Regions from separate parts of the Sus scrofa genome. Here region 1 is linked to region 2. The links are chromatin contacts, called in public Hi-C maps. All regions are on one chromosome and are shown on one strand. The core of a region is the stretch at or near the end of the contact, and the rest is flanking DNA. Distances in the headings are between cores, read along the strand shown.

The links. A called contact is a pair of places that touch in the nucleus more often than the background predicts.
Region 1: a Hi-C map of liver shows a contact between it and region 2, with 3 times the contacts expected there. The contact joins the promoter of NFKBIZ here to the enhancer-like site in region 2. A contact is called at or near these places in 1 of 47 Hi-C or Micro-C datasets (liver) and 1 of 2 datasets of contacts at active chromatin or transcription factors (alveolar macrophages).

The regions. Positions count from the first base shown.
Region 1 is chr13:157,271,272-157,273,971 of Sscrofa11.1, reverse strand. NFKBIZ (NFKB inhibitor zeta) reads left to right here and starts at 1,409. Exons shown (of 12, transcript NM_001315599.1): 1 at 1,409-1,700. The coding sequence starts at 1,409.
Region 2 is chr13:156,938,129-156,940,886 of Sscrofa11.1, reverse strand. No RefSeq gene overlaps it. Among named protein-coding and RNA genes, the nearest start is that of ZPLD1, 250 kb to the right of the region's middle. Within about 2 kb of position 1,251, at least 11 of the 83 cell types and tissues checked have an H3K27ac peak or open chromatin away from gene starts, as enhancers often do. A contact at or near this core is called in liver, where this site is marked.

The DNA of each region.
Region 1 (2,700 bases), core at 160-2,659, 330 kb before region 2:
AAGTTACCTTTTTACCTTTAATGTTGTCAGTTTCCCTTTGACTATCCTAAAAGGGGCTGTAAGCTTTTATCTGACCCCTTTGCTTAATTCTTTGCTAATACTGTTCCCTCCTCCTATAAATGTTTTGGGCTGAAACCCCACCCCTCTTTTTGGGTGGCATCTTATCTCCAATGACACCTTCTTTGCAAAGATTTTCCTCATGACTTCATCTTTCCCTCTCCCAGAGGTTGTCTTTCTTTTTAGGACACTCGCTGAACTTTGAATCACTCATGATATTTAATCATACTCAGTTTCTTTTAATATAGCATGTATGTATTTATTCTCAGAGGATTAAAATATACTTGAAAGGGCAGATATAACTCATTTATCTTTTGTTCCTGCTAACTACTAGGCAAGTTTTTAACAAGTAACAGGGATTCAATTAAAAAAAAAAAAGTGTTAACTTCATTAAAATGTTTAAGGTAGGAAAGAGCAAAATTCCTGTGTTTATCCAACACAAAGTCATGCAGAAATGAAGAAATTACATCTATATAAATACTGACACATACATGTATACTTATCATTTTGCTAAGGTGCTTCCCCCCCATATTGAAGGAGACAGGGATACAGGGCATCGCATTTTATTCCCGGCTGCACCAAAAAAGAAAAAAAAAATCATTGCCCAGACGTTAACTGAGTATAGAAAAATGACTTCAACATCTCTCTGGGACGTGGCCAAAAGGAACGTTGCCAAACGCTAAGTTGAGGGAAGACGGGCCTTTAAGAACCTTCCAGAGACACTTTGGCTGGGCTCGCAAGAAGCTTGGGGCAGGGCGGCAGGAGCGCTGCGTGGCGCGCACCTTCTAGCACTTCCTACTCCGTGGAACCAGGCCGACCTGTTCCCATCGTTGCCTCCCCGCCTCCGCGCCGCCCTCCGCGGATGAGGCCCGTGCTGCGCGCCCCCTTTCTGGGCGCCTAGGCCAGGCGGGCCGGGGCATCTCGCGGCGGCGGGCGGCTGGGGCGGGGCTCGGTGGTCCGGGGTCTGGGTTTCCAGGTGAAGGGCAAGAAAACAGCCCTTCGGTCTGGGCGGAGCCTGGCGGGCGGGGTGAGGGCGGAGGACACATTGCTTCATCCTGTACATTTTACTGGAAACAGGGCGCATCCGGAGGAGGGGCCGGGAGGCGGCCGGGACGCTGCCAATGGCCCGATCGCGGACGGGGGAGGCTGGCGACGCGACGGCCCCTTCTCCCCGCCCCTGGCCGCGAAGGCCGGTTAAATAGTCGAGCAGCCCGGGGCCGCGCCCGTACCCGCGTCGGTCTCCGAGCTCTTCACGGCCACAGCCACAGCCACAGCCAGAGCCGGGAGGTAGCCGCGCTCAGCGAGCCGGTGGCACAGGTGTCTGGGGTCCCCGAGCGCCGAGCCCGGGAGCATGATCGTGGACAAGCTGCTGGACGACAGCCGCGGCGGAGAAGGGCTGCTGGACGCGGCCGGCGACTGCGGTCTCATGACCAGCCCGCTCAACCTGGCCTACTTCTACAGCGCGTCGCCGCCCGCCGCCGCCGCCCCCGGCGCCTGCGACGCGAGCTGCTCGTCGTCTGGGCCCTCGGCGCCCGGCTCACCTGGCTCCGACTCCTCCGACTTCTCCTCTGCCTCATCGGTGTCCTCCTGCGGGGCGGTGGAGTCCCGGCCGAGAGGCGGCGCGCGTGCTGAGCGGCTGCAAGGTACCCACCGGCCCGGGTAGGGGAGGCCCCTGGATGCCAGCCTGCGCGCGGCCCACCGGCAGGGAGGGGAGTCTGAGCCGCCCAGATGCAAGTACCAAGGCCAGATGTTGGGTGGCCTCTGCGTCTACCTTAGCGGCTTTCAAAATCACGCTAGCCGCCATTATTAGGCGACTACTGGATGCCTTGCCCTGCGTTGGGTGTTTCATGCCGTTCGATGTCGTTTGACCGTCTGTGAAATCTGGGCGCCGTCCAGCTGACCCGGTAGCTTGAAACCTACAGCTCTAACTTGGGGAGGGGATGACGTTAGATTTTCTCGTTTTTTCTTAAAAACAAAACAAAACCAAAAGCACCTTTATTAAGCTCTAATTCACATTCTGTGGTGAGGTTTTGGATCTGATGCAGTTGTAACTTTTTCTTCTGACTGTTTTGGTGAAAGGCTGTAGCTGGTGATAAGGGTTTGAGCACAGTATCGAAGGTCGTGATTTATTTCTTCCGAAGTACGTATTTGTGGGATTTTTAAATAAAGGAACTTTATAAAAAAAAAAGAAACCAATATTATCAAGATATGAGATGAAACTGGCCGAAATCCAATTTATACCTTGAGTTTGTGATTTTTCTGAAGTCTGCCCAGAATTTCTGCACTCTTGTTTTGTGTGCCTTTGAATGGTTTAGCTGTATCTGGCAAAGAAAGGCGTAGTGTTTTCTTTCTTGGGCTGAGAATTGTTAGTTTCTTTTTCTTAATGAACCTAGTTGTATAATTTGGGGGAAAACAGAATGCCACTGTAGATAAACCAAAGAACTTCTAGATAATCTCAAATGTTGGAAAATTTAATCAGCATGATTTTAAAGAACATTTTCTGTCAGGTGTTCCCCACTGCCAGCCACTCCTGTTTTGGTTGTGTTTTGTTTTAAAATGAGATTTTTCATTTTAAAGTTTAAAAAGTGATTTAAGCTGTTCCGTTGCATAACATGCCCCCTCTATGTTAAGTGTGTAGCAAAT
Region 2 (2,758 bases), core at 2-2,501:
ATCTAGATAATTAAAATTCCCTTTTTTCCCCTTACTTGTAATTTCAGGCAAACATCTAGTTTGGAGATCAGGTATATGATGATAATTATTGCCTTAGAACTCTAGAGTAGGAGTAGTTTAACACACAAAAATGTAGAGAATAGTATAATAAGCTTCTTTAAACTGATCAGTCAACTAATTATCAACATTTTCCCAGTCTTGTTTTTCTCCATTCCTCCTCTTTCTCTTCAGTTTTTCAAAGAAAATCCCAGAAATTATGTCATTTTGCAACATGCATCTCTAACCAATAAAGCTTTTATATTTCACAATAAGCATGCCATTACTCAATCTGATGAAATTGAAAATAATTCCTTAATATCACATAATACTGAGCCCATATAAATATAATCTATCATCCTCCCATTTTTTTACCCTGACCTAGTTCTCGGTCATCTCTAACCTCTGTAGGACTCTCATGTCTAGGAATGGGTCGATCAGTAAAGGGGACAAGCAGAAAGCATTTCTGCTCTTTTTTCATGCCCAAAGTACCAACTTAAATCCATCATTTCCAACTTTCCCTAATTCTGATTTCAGCCCCTACTTGGGGAAGTGTTTCAATATCCAAGAAATGCAAGCAAGGCCAAGCTATTTTTATGATAAGCCAGAGATGCTATTCTAGAATTTATTCTGCCTAGAGTCTTCTTCCTAAACCTTTTAGGAGGTACATGAACAGGAAGTGGATTTAGCTGTTAGTTAAAAAGCAGGATTTCCTCATAGGGAGTAAAATCTTTTCTTTTCATTAAGATGATATGTCTGTTTACATTTTCAAGTAATTCATAGTATTCTTAGTTGTAGTGGGTCACTAGTTCATGCCTTCAGTAAACTTTTATTTAGTGCCAATTGTAGATAAGGTGTTGTGCTAGTAAGGAAAATACAGGATACAAAATAAAAACCACTGTGCAGAAAATAAAATACAGTGGGGTTTAGAAGCAAACTGTTTTTTTACTGGGTGGTTGACAGCCAAAAAGAGCATTTTACTAGAATCTTAAAAGAATTCTAGAATTTGAACAATTGGAAAGGTCATTTTGGGTGGAGGAAAGACAGAGCAAAGGCACAAAGGTAAGGTAAGCAAAACATGTGAAGCAAATAATGAGACTAGTCTGGTGAATATGACACTCGTCAGGCCAAACATCATGAAATATATATCGTGACTAGCCATGCAGCTAGGTGTAGCTATTACGTAACCACCCAGTAAGCAGAGATTCCAGTAACTGCTATCAGTCACTGCTGCCAGGAACTACTAATCAGACAGCATATTTAGAATGTCAAGACGATGATTGTTAATATGTGACCAACCAAGAAAACTGGTGCCTGGTGGAGGCATCTGATCCCATGTGATATAATAATTAATCCAATTGGATAATATTTTACCTCCAAATCCAACCCAGTGCTTGGGTCAATAGGGAAACACTTTTCAGTTTGAAAAGAATTTTTTGGTAACATCAGGAGGCTTGAGAAGAACAGGGTACATTAAATGAAACTTTTTTGCTGTGGGGTTTGATCTTTCTTGAATCTTTCATGTGCCAGCTAGTATGATTTTGTGCTTTCTCATATGCTTTCTTTCTAAACTCAAAACACTAAAACTATGTCATTAATATAGAAATATAAAAATATTCTTGACCCCAATCCCTAGCTTATAACTGATGTATCTTTCAACTGGAGGATGGATTCAACTGATGGTAATATTGCTGATTTCGTTTTGCTCTGCTGCATTCAGCTCTGAGCTAAAATGTCCTGAATCAGAGAGTGACTCCATAACAGACTAGTCTAATGTACTAGTCCTGGCCATGTCCATGTGCATATGGGACCTAAGAAAAAAGATTTTCCTTTATTCCTCAACATTAGCTAGGAATGCATTTTCAGCTAACATTTGTCATGTATTTATTATGTACAAAGCATCGTGTCATAAGCATTGTCATAAGCATTATCTGATTTAATCTTCACAACAACTCTGTGACAAGAGGATAATGTACTTACCTCCATTTCAGGGATGAGGAAACTGGAGCTTAGAGAGGATTAGTAATATATACCAGGTCATTAGTAATTAATACCCCTTAGCTATTAGGGGCAGGGCTGGTTTTTGGGTCCTGCTGGTCTGTTAAGTGATGGAGGCCCGTGTGTTGTGATGGGAAGCAGGTGAGAAGAGGCCGTCGGCTTTTCTCTGCTCCTCTGTCTCTTCAATTTCTACTCTGCTTTTCTTCCTGTCACTTTCATAAAATCCAAACTCTTCTATTTCCCTGTTCCTTGTCTATGATTCTTTTTAAAAATGTATATATGATTTCCTATTGCACTCACTGATTTCCTTCAAAGTAACAGGACTTATATGTTAGGAAATTACAAAGAACTAATAAGTGAATCAATAAATGAATGAAAACAAAACAATGAATGCTGGAGCACAGTTGCTTTGAGGGCACAAAGAAGGAAAAATATCAAAATTCGAGGCCTGGGAGATGATGCTTTAGTTGTCTTGAGGGAAGAGAAATTTGACAGGTGAAGAAGTAGGAGGAGTTTTCCAGGCAGACACACTAGTGTTTGTATAGTCACTAAGTCAAGGCAGTAGCCAGATACAGCTGAGATCTGCTGGTCATTTGGGATGGCTGGAATGAATGCAGAGCATTTCCTGGGAGTATTGAGAGATGAAGCCAGAGAGAAAGGCAGGGGCCAACCCATGAAGTGCTTGAGTGCTAAATTAAGGAGTTTGAATATTAGCCTGAAGGTT